2 separate regions of the Mus musculus genome follow, and region 1 is linked to region 2. A link is a contact called in public HiChIP or PLAC-seq data. All regions are on one chromosome and are shown on one strand. Each heading gives the region's core, a stretch centred on a gene start, on an enhancer-like site or on the middle of the called end of the contact. The rest is flanking DNA. Distances are from core to core; before and after follow the strand shown. Region 1 holds the start of Rbm12b2 (RNA binding motif protein 12 B2). Region 2 holds the start of Trp53inp1 (transformation related protein 53 inducible nuclear protein 1).

What was found. HiChIP or PLAC-seq counts read pairs in DNA pulled down with a chosen protein or histone mark.
Region 1: a contact with region 2 is called in an H3K27ac HiChIP or PLAC-seq map of microglia, with 8 times the contacts expected there. The contact joins the promoter of Rbm12b2 here to the promoter of Trp53inp1 in region 2. A contact is called at or near these places in 2 of 115 datasets of contacts at active chromatin or transcription factors (memory CD8 T cells and microglia) and 1 of 9 other capture datasets (adipose tissue).

What each region holds. Positions count from the first base shown.
Region 1 is chr4:12,085,266-12,090,731 of GRCm38.p6, reverse strand. Rbm12b2 (RNA binding motif protein 12 B2) reads right to left here and starts at 1,362. Exons shown (of 4, transcript NM_198957.2): 1 at 1,209-1,362; 2 at 1,005-1,069. Tmem67 (transmembrane protein 67) reads left to right here and starts at 2,775. Exons shown (of 28, transcript NM_177861.5): 1 at 2,775-3,017; 2 at 4,732-4,820. The coding sequence starts at 2,795.
Region 2 is chr4:11,154,340-11,159,991 of GRCm38.p6, reverse strand. Trp53inp1 (transformation related protein 53 inducible nuclear protein 1) reads right to left here and starts at 3,551. Exons shown (of 4, transcript NM_021897.4): 1 at 3,445-3,551.

The DNA of each region.
Region 1 (5,466 bases), core at 113-2,612, 930 kb before region 2:
ACAATCAGGACCGTCTAAGAGAACATCTCAGAGACTCAAAGTATACACTATTTCCTTACAATCTCCAGAAAGTCTACTGACACATCAGCCTGCTCCAAAGTCAAAGCACAAATTATCCTGTCCTAGTTTTGGATGCCATTGCACAAATATCGAACAACACAATAACCCTGTTGTTTAGTGATGCCACTGCTGTCAGGCCTCTATTGAACTGCTACGAAAAGGGAGGGGATCCTTGAAATTTCATTTAATGATAAACATAAGTTAATCAACGTTGCTAATTTTACCAAGCCATCCTTCCATTTAGATCACCTTAAATAAATGATCTTATGTGTGCATCTTTTAATCATGATGCAGAGGACATCAGTAGGCTGGACTTAAGAGCTGATTTTAACGAACATAGCCATTTTCCAGACCTGGCAAGAGAGACAAGTTTTACTATGTGCCTCCAACGTTCTTACTACCCAGTATCAAGAACCATTAAAATCCTAAATAAGAATTTTCCTTGCAGAAAATCTACCTCAGTCCACAAATATCCTCTGATAAGATCTGCCTTTTATGATGTAGATGTTTAAAATAAAAAGGCGTCATGACCACATAGGGCCATAGTTCCGGGTCAGGAACCGTTAAGTGAAGACGATTCCACAGGACACACGCTTCCCCCGTTATCCATCATCATCGATGGGGAAATCCTCCGGAGACTGCGATTCGACTTAGTCCACGCTCCGAGCCAACGATCAGAGTTTCCTTCTTTTAGCGCCAGGCCAACATCCTAGGTCGGATCTGATACTGCCCCCAGACTCGGTGCCCGACGGCTTTCAGATTAACCAGGACCGCCCAACCCGCGTTCCTTTGCGCTCCGCGGTCCTGAGGGCAAACGCACCACCCCAGCTCGCCCGAGGGGACTGGCTCCCAACCTCACCGCGCCGCTCTGCGCACCTCCAGCCCGAGAAAACCGGCCTTTCCCGCGCCGCTACCAACGTGGACATGGCAAAGAAAAGAAATACCTAGGCGCTGCTCCGAGATTTTCGCTGTCAAGATCCCAGGAAGCTCACTCGCCGCCACACGGAGGCTGACAGGAGGAAGTCGGGGGTCAGCGAGCGCCGCCCTAACCGCACCAGCCGCGCTCGCCCCCCGCCCAGCACGCCCGTGCTTCCGGCTCTCACCCCCTCCCTTGCCCCATGCCCGGCATCCTGAGAAGTGCTTCGCACCGGGCAGTCACCACACACCACACAAACGGAGAAGGGACGCTCCTCGACGCCGCAGTCTCCGCACGGCCTACCAGGCCCAACACGGCCGGAAGAAAATGGAGACCACACTCCCCTCCGGTCCGGACAAACCGATGCACCGTCTCTCTGCTCATGCGCAATCCAGGCCCAACCAGCCACCCCTTGGCGCTCTGAACGCGCGTGCGCAGACGTACTGCTTCGGTTACAGTGATTGGCGGGTGTGAGTGAGGAAGGCTGTTCTCTGCAGTGTAGTATGGTTTTGTGCATGCTCTATTTCTAGGCAATCTGTGAGCCCCTGACCCACCCCTGAAAACTTCCACTGGGGGGCGGGGATGTGAGGCAATTGTAAAATATACAAATCAAAAAGGTTTCTTTTTTTTCTTTTCATCATAATGAACCGCTTTGGAAGTGGAAAGCTGCAGAGTTTTCCATCCTCTCCTGTGATTTCTGTTAAACCTGAGAAAAACAGGGCAGTTGCATAGGCAGATAAAAGCAAGCTGTATTTACAACAGGCCTTCGGGCTGCCTTACCTAAAGTATGTATTACAGAAAGCATCCCTTCAACCTTTTATTACTGTGCTGTTAGGTGTATGTGACAATTCCCAACAATCACACTATGTGGCAGTTCTCCAGTCGGGGGTTTATTGGGATGGGAAATAGAGTTATCCTCTGGGAGAGGGAGGAGAACCAGGGACAGGGGAGAAAGGGAGAATGAGGCTTTTATTAGGCATTGTTGCGCTAACAGTCTGCAAGGCTGTGCACTTTAATAGGCAATATTCATGTATATCCAAATTTGGTTCTCAAACCAAGTGAGATGAGGTGTATATGTAGGGTGCTTTATGCACAATACAGAGAAAGTATGAAATCAAGATTCAGTAGGCAAGGTTTCTCCTAGACTTTTGTCATAAAGGTATTATATATAAAATCAATGAGGGTTTCTGTTTGTATTGCTTTGCTAAAACTCAAACTCAGGACTTGAAACAATCCCTACCCTTAGTGTTTTTTAAATAATGTAAAAACAAAGCCGGGCATGGTGGTGCACGCCTTTAATCCCAGCACTGTAGAGGCAGAGGCAGGCGGGATTTCTGAGTTCGTGGCTAGCCTGGCCTACAAAGTGAGTTCCAGGACAGCCAGGACTATACAGAGAAACCCTGTCTCGAAAATCAGAACAAAACAAACAAAAAAAGTAAAAACATAGGGCACCTCCTTTGTTGTCAAAATTAATCCCCTGGGTAAACTGTCATGTAGGTGTGATTGCCACTTTCATGAAACACTTTTAAGTGCTAAAACCATATATTTTCCATTGCTGTAGTAGTATTTCCTGACACGGTAAATTGACTGCGTCCCAGAGTTTTAAATACATTTTAAATAACCGCCCCTAATTTATTTAGCATATGTCTGATCCATTGTTTCCCGCGTGCGTGGTAACCTAGCAACCAGGCGTCGCAAGGTTGAGTTTTTTTTTTTTTTTTTTTTTTTTTTTCTGAACCCTGTTGTCCAATCAGCTCAGCGGACTCACCGAGGAGGCTGCTGGGGAGCTGGAGACTGCGGACCCAGGATATGGGTACCATGGTGACGCGTACAAGGCCTGTGGCGGCCATGGCGGTCAGATCTCGTTCTTCATCCCGGACTGGCACCGCCTACCTTCTCTTAGTTCTCTGCGAAGTCTCATGGGCACAAATCTTCTCCTTCCCTTTCCGGCGGCCTGAGACCTGCGACTTCAACCAGTACTTTGACATCTCGGCGCTCTCCTGTGCCCCCTGTGGCGCCAACCAGCGGCGGGATGCACTAGGTGAGGCGGTTTGGGGGTGGATGGACTCTGACCAAAATAAAGCACTCCTGACAGCCAGCACTCCAGACATTTTATTTGGAGAATGTTTCAGAAAATGCACAGCTATCAAACCTAAGAAAGGGTTTCCTGGGAGGATACGGCTGACACAATGAGATCAGTCACCCAGGCGCCACCACCCTACCCTCCTCCAGGAACTCATTCCCCGGAGTCAGTCTCTGGCAGGGAATCCTTAGGATGGCACCTGAAAGCCGCCTAAGAAAAGTAGAATAGAAATAGAAAAGAAATAACCTGAGGCGTCTAGTGAGGTACCCTGACAGGAAAGCAAGGGAAGAAATGTGAATTAGTAAACTCTTGTGACCATTAATTCTACTTCCAAATTCAAGATATTTAAAGCTGTTTGCAACTGTGACTATAATCAGATTTTGTAAGCAAAGGAAACTGAAACCGAGATGTTGTGACATCTGTGTGACATATACTGGAAACTAAGAGAACTCTTGTCTCTTCCTCACTTTCTTTTTTGTTTTTTGTTTTGTTTTGTTTTTCGACACAGGGTTTCTCTGTGTAGCCCTGGCTGTCCTGGAACTCTCACTTTGTAGGCCAGGCTGGCCTCGAACTCAGAAATCCGCCTGCCTCTGCCTCCTGAGTGCTGGGATTAAAGGCGTGGGCCAGGACACCTGGCTTCCCTCACTTTCTACCTCTGCATTCCCAGCGCGTGGCTTTGCATCTGTGGTTACATATTCCCTTAGGACCTGTCCCTTTTATTGTTGATGACTTCTGTTTGCTCACATTGTCCTTTTAGACTTAATTGCATCGATTGGTCTAGTTCTCCCTTAACTACTCAGAATGAGTCTTTTCCTATTTACTGAAGTCTAAAATGCTGTGAATCTCAGACTGGTTAACTCTCCTGCTTTAGGCCTGGTAGAGTCTCACTTAAGGCAGTGCGGATCACTGTGTCAGAAGATGGAGTGTGAAGAGCAAACGTGTTCTGCATTGTATTGCTTTCATGACAATGAATGAAGACGTGTGTGTTGTACATAGACTCCTACAGGTGCTGGCTCTACTTAGTCCTTAGAGAATTCTTTCTTTAACTAGCTGAGTCTACTTGTAATTACAAACAACATTTATTTTCTTTCTAGAGAAAGAGTATTTGAATGAAAGCAATTTTCCAATAAGATATTGACAAAATTAAAACTCACTAAACACACATACATATGGTTTAGTGATGCAGAAATGTAATTCCTAGAGCAAGTAAGTAGTTTTCATAGTTCAATAATAATTGCAGTTTAAAAAGTAGCAACATGATGCCAGACATATTTCTAAACTTTGACCCTATTAGGTAGGTCCTGTTTTTTTCTCCATTTTACTAAACAAGAAGCCGAAGTATAGAATTCATTAACCCACTCAGTGTTTGCATGTATACGCACAGACCCATAGACACATATACATGCACAGACAGACAGACAGAGAGACAGACAGACAAAGACACCTGTTGTCTCTCATATAATGCCCAGTCTGGCCTCGCACTGTCTGTGAGCAGGGATACCCTTGAAGTACTGCCTGAACTTCCTGCCTCTTCCTCCTAAATACTGAGGTTACAGGTATACACCACCACTCCAAGCTTCAAAATCCTAAGAACTGTTAAGTTTGTGTCTTGGAGTTTTGTTTGCTAAGGACAATATCAGCTTTGTTTTTTTTTTTTTCTTTTTCTTTTCAGGAACTTCCTGTGTATGTCTACCAGGATATCATATGATCTCTAATAATGGAGGACCTTCTATTATTTGTAAAAAGTGTCCAGAAAACATGGTATGAATAATTTATTTTAAAATAACTTTTGAGAAAAAGTCATAAATGTCTATCTCTCAGACTTCAGTATAATTTCCCATTTGTTCACATACTTTAAACTTTTTTTGTTTTGGGTTTTTTGTTGTTGTTTTTTTGTTTTGCTTTTTTTGTTTTGTTTTTTTTTTTGTTTTTTTGTTTTTTTGTTTTTTTTTGGTTTTTTGAGACAGGGTTTCTCTGTGTAGCCTTGGCTGTACTGGAACTCACTCTGTAGACCAGGCTGGCCTAGAACTCAGAAATCCGCCTGCCTCTGCCTCCCAAGTGCTGGGATTAAAGGCGTGCGCCACCACGCCCCGCTACTTTAAACTTATTAAGGTAATTTTATTAGTATACATTTTGAGAGATCAGTAAAGCAAAGAAGAAAACTTTGGGGAAAAAAGACAAATTCATTTTGTTCTGAAAGTGGTTGAGTCAGATATCCCAAGTACAAAGCTGTGAAAAAAAATCTTTCTGTTTGCCTCACAGAATAACTAGGGTATAAAGAGAAGCTGAGTATTCCCTATGTAGAGCCATTCGGGGTAAAATGTCTTTGCTGTAGATGGCATTCGCTGTCTTAGATGTACTGTGCTGATCGTCTTAAATGATGCTTGATCCTCCTAATGCTACATGA
Region 2 (5,652 bases), core at 2,302-4,801:
TGCATCTGATTATGCCACTCATATAAGGTATATACTGGAATGTATTGGAAAGATTTGGTACTGAAAAACATTAAATATCTCATTAATAATTTTATATCAATTACATGTCATTGTAATGATGTTTTTGGTAGTTAACATAAGTACTGAAAATTTAAGCATCCACATAAGATAGTGCTGTTGTGTTTTTAAAAAAAAAATCCTAGGGGCTGAAGAGATAGTTAAGCAGTTAAGAGTGTTTGCTTTCCTGCAAAAGGTCTAGAGTTTGATGCCCATCCCCACGGGTGGTTCACAACTGCCTCTAACTCCAGCTCCAAAGGATCTCATGCCCTCTTCTGGCCTCTGCAAGTACCTACATGCATGTTCTCTCATCTATCTAGTCTCTCTGTACATGTGTGTGGGGGGGGGGAGATAAAAATTAAACATCTTTTAAAACTCATCCTAAACTTGAATACCCTGTCCTTCCACAGATGACCCAGAAAATGACCCTTCTAATAGCCACTATTCCTTTTGGCACCTCCCCAGAGATGGTAGCTCCAAGAGGGGAGCAGGTTCTTTGTAGAAACCAAGAGGAGCAGCAAGGCTTCAGAGTTTGCCCATATGGTCATTGATCATCTACCCAAGAAGTGTTACCCATTACTGTTTGCTTGCTTTAAAATATCTCTATTGGGCTGGAGAGATGGCTCAGCCGTTAAAGGCTAGGCTCACAACCAAAAATATAAAATATCTATCCTGCATTACAAAAATACATGCTATCTTCTTTTTAATCTCCAAGATGAACAAAAGTAAGTCATAATAAGTTGAGAACATGAAGATGAATTGATTCTGTTCTACCACTCTGTCTAATCATTGTTAGCATCTGGCCCATTTTCCTTTGTTCTTTGTTTTTTGGTTTTCTTATAGGCATAATTTTTTAAAAGTCATACCTAAAATTTAACATTTTATCTTGTTTATCACATATGAGTAAAATATTTTGTGGACAGAGAAAGTAGCTGAGTTTACTTGTGGGTAAAACATTCTCCTTTGAGAACTTACAGTGGAGTGATTACTTTGTAAGATCTTGCTGGTATGCCTTTCTTGGTTTGGTTTTTGTTTTTGTTTTGAGACAGTTTCTCTGTGTAGCTTTAGCTGTCCTGGAAGTCACTCTGTAGATCAGACTGGCCACAAACTCCTGAGAGATCTGCCTGCCTTTTTAGTGCTGGGATTAAAAGCATGGGCCACCACCACCCAGCAGGCACTTTTCTCAGTTTTGAGATACATACCCAGGGAAAGATGGTGTGGACTTAACTGTTGATTTTGGAAACTTGGTCCTTCTACCACATGTGGGAATTAGTTATATATTTTTTTCTTTGAAGGATATATATGTGTGTGTGTGTGTGTGTGTGTGTGTGTGTGTGTGTACATATATATATATATATACATATATATGTACATATACATATATCTCAGAATGCTTATGGTTTGTGATAGGCAGTTGAGAGATTTATTTCTCTGACCTGTGATGAGGAAACTGAGCTCCAGAATGAAGTGAAAATAACTTGCCCAACAGCAAGTGAGCTGGTGTCTTGAGGCAGCAGTAGGGCAGGAATCCTTTCAACCTGGTGCCTTCCTTGCTTTTCCCTGCACATGACCTCAGGCTCCTTCCAGCCTGATTCTAAAAACTTCAGAGACTAGCACTTTTCAGTGGCTTTGGCTGCCAGCAGGAGGCTCCAAAAACATCTTTTAAAATTAAAAACAACAACAAAAGCACCCACAACTTTGATGAATGCAGTTTTGAAATACCAGCTGGCTAAACATACTGATGAAAAGCAACCTTAAAACGATTACTTGTGGGGCTGGAAAGCTGGCTCAGTGGTTAAGAGTGCCGACTGCTCTTCTGAAAGTCCTGAGTTCAAATCCCAGCAACCACATGGTGGCTCACAACCATCCATAATGAGATCTGATGCCCACTTCTGGTGCATCTGAAGACAGCTACAGTGTACTTGGATATAATAATAAATAAATTAAAACAAAACAAACAAACAAAAATGATTTCTTATGGGCCAGAAAGATAACTCAACATGGCAACGTGTATGGTGGCAAGCCTGATGGCTTGAGTGTGATCCCCAGAATATACATGGTGGAAGAAGAGAACCTAGCAGTTCAAAAAAACAAAGATGCTAATAAAAAGGTTTGTTCTTTTAGTCAGAAACAAGGGATGGCCTTGAACTGATTCTCCCACTGCCACCTGTTTAGTACTTGGTGGCATGGGCCACCTTTGATTCAAGTAATTTAAAAATCAATTTTGAACTACAAAAATACCAAGCCAAAAGAGTTGCCTGTGCTCCTTACACCTCTGTCTATTTAGCTAATTTACAAGGACTTACCACATCCTGTTCAGAAGTCTGAAAACAGTGAACAGAGAGCGGTTAGGTTGGTAATTCACTGCTTTGTTAACCTTAACTTTTGAAAGCAGTCGTTTCCATGAGAAATACACTAGGGAGCAGAAAGGAGTAAAAGACAAGATGAAAAACAAAAGAGACACTGGTCACAAAAATTAGTAGGCCATGGTTTCCAGCAAGGACTTTGAAAATTATAGTGGCTGAGGCTTGTACAAGCTGCCTAGTGTTTTCACACCTTACAATCACCACCAAAGATGTGATTTTTAAGATCTTGGGGGCATAGCCGGGCGTGGTGGTGCACGCCTTTAATCCCAGCACTTGGGAGGCAGAAGCAGGCAGATTTCTGAGTTCGAGGCCAGCCTGGTGTACAAAGTGAGTTCCAGGACAACCAGGGCTATACAGAGAAACCCTGTCTCGAATAAAACCAAAGGGGGGGGGGGGGGAGAAAGATCTTGGGGCATTTGTAATGATGTCGGTCCGAAGACCCAAGCTCAAAACTACTCAGCATTCTGAAAGAGCTCTTTCAGCCAGGAACTCCTTTAGTCTTTAAGGAGTTAACAGGTGGAAAGGGGTTCCCCGTTAATCTGCTCTGAACTTTTACACGGAGTAAACACACCGTGAAAGTGGAAGCAAAATGAAGGAATTGCACGTGAAATCCCTCTGCAAATAGTAAACACCGCTTCCTTTTAGTTAGCTGTGTGGCCTTAAAATTACTTTCTGTGCCTCCAAGTTTCCTCCGCTTAAATAAGCAATGTTGGGGCCTCGCAGGGCGGTCGCGACTGAAACGAAGTATTTAGAACCCACAGCAGTCTCTAGCACACCCCAAGTGCCAGCGACCAAACTGATGAGGACGGAAGCGACGGGAAGTGCTCTCCCCACAGGTGCAGGCTCGGTGATGCGCGAGGTCAGGAGGGGTCGGGCGGGTCTCCGGGTAACGGAGCAGGTTTCCCGTCACCCGCAGGTTCTCGGTGTCGCCGTGCTCGTCACGGCAGGGAGAGAGTCCGGCATGAAAGCCAGAGAGCGGGCAACCAACCGCCGCCCTCCCGCCTGTGTAGCCCGCACTTACGTGAGCCGAGCAGAGCTGCGGGTGCTGAGGTAGCTGCGGCAGGCCGGGCTCCTGCGCTGCGGTCGCTGCCCTGGCCGCCGCCGGCCCGTCCGGGTCCTTTTGTTGTTGTGCAGCTCTGGGAACAGCTGATCGGCTTCCCAGCCCCGCCCCGAGCCGCGCCAGCCGCAGGCCGACCAATCGGCTGCGCGGGGGCCTCCGGGGCCGCCCTGCGAGAGGTTGTCACTAACGCACGTGACCTGGCACTGGGCCGGCGGCGCGCCCGGGGCAGAAACAAGCCCGGGCAACAAAGCGGGAGCCGGAGAACACTCCGGGTGAGCGGGAGGAGGGGGAAGAACAGCGGCCCGGGACTGGCCGTGGTGGGAGCCGGCGGGACCGAGAGGAGAAGAGCCCGACCCCCGGAGCCGCTTCGGCTGAGTGAGGAGCCCAGAGTGTGGGTACAAGGCACTCAGCCCCCTTTTGCTGAGGGGCTGGTTAGGGATAGTAGTTGCTCCTCTGGTCAGTGTGGAGAGAAACCAATAGTCGCGATGCTGAAGGCAACCCACCGCTGGACATTGTTTTAAAAGAAGTCAGGGCCCCAAATACATGGGATGCCTGTGTCCCACTCATTCCTCACCCCTTAGACAGTAAGCCGGGGCCTAGTCTGCCTTATGAACTTGAACAGGAAGCTCTCAGGTCTTGCCCCCCAAGAGTCTGCTCTAGAAAGACAAAAGTCGGGCAGAGGAGGCCAGAACTCGGCCTAAAGGGCCTTAACTTCCGAAAAGAGGAACCCCGAGTGAAGAATTACCTCTGTTTCTTCCCAGGGGTCTGCATCTAAAGCCTTATAAGAACTGAGGAGGTTATGACCTTTTTTACAAAATGTAAACATTCACAGGACGCCTAGGTCCTCACCAGCTATTTATAGTGAGAAGAAAATGAGACACTACATTTATAAAGAGAGTCTAATCCAAAGCTCTACTGCACATACATTGGGGGATTAACTAGGAGTGACAGGAGTCATGTTGGTCCTGTCAGTTATATGGATTCTGTGGGGCTGAGATGTAATCTTCTGGCCTTGGTAGTCTCAAGAGACTCCTAGGTCTCGGATAGACCATCGAGTCACAGCCTGTTTGTCACCTAAGAAAACATCATCGGAAAACACAGATATTTACAATTCACAGTAGCAAATTATACTTATGAAATAGTAACAAAAACAGTTTTTATATTTGGGTCACCACAACATGAGAACTGTATTAAAGGGTCACAGCATTAACAAGGTTGAGAACCGCTGGGCTATACAGATGTGCGGACAAAGAAACAGGTTATAGATAAAGATGACAAATATCTGGCTTCTTCCTCGTCCTCTTGACATGAGACAAAGACCTTGTTTGTGTGCTTTTTCTCCTGTCAGCAGGGGTTCTCTTCTTGGTGATTGGTCCAGGCTAGTCCTGGACATGTTTTCCTGAAACTGTGGGCCCATCAGCTCCCTGTTGTTTAATTTACCAACCCCAAATTAGGAGAGGGGAACCCATTCCAGACCACAAAAAAACACTTAAAACACCGAGCCTTCCAGGGGAGAAATGGGTTTTGATCTCCAAGACCCTCTGCTCTCTGCAGGGAGTCAGAGAATTGGTCTGACACTCAGGTAATGATCAGTATGTGTTGATCATTTGACCATACATGCTTCAAGGGTGATCTGTGCTCAGTCTGGATTTTAGATTTTGGCAAATCAAATATTTTCTGTCAAATATTATTGCTATGTTAGGAGCCCTACCATCTGTTGTTTCCCTTTAAGAATCAATCCATCTAGAGGCCACTGTGTCCCTGGGGGTTTGGGGTGGAGGAGGGAAGGAACCCATCTAGAGGTCATCTTCCCATTTAGAACCAAAATTTATTAACAATTATAAAAGTCTAGTTTTTTTCTTAAAAAAAAAAAAAAAAACTTACCTCGTGCAGCTTAATAAGTTTGTTATTCCTAAAGGCAAAAGTGTGAAAGCAGCCGGGCAGTGGTGGTGCATGCCTTTAATCCCAGCACTTGGGAGGCAGAAGCAGGTGAATTTCTGAATTCGAGGCCAGCCTGGTCTACAGAGTGTGTTCCAGGACAGCCAGGGCTACACAGAGAAACCCTGTCTCGAAAAAACCAAGGGGGGGGGGGGCTGTGAAAGCAGTACCTTGTTATGACAGAAACAACCTGAGGTAAATGATGCTTCCAGAGACAGCCACCATAGGCCT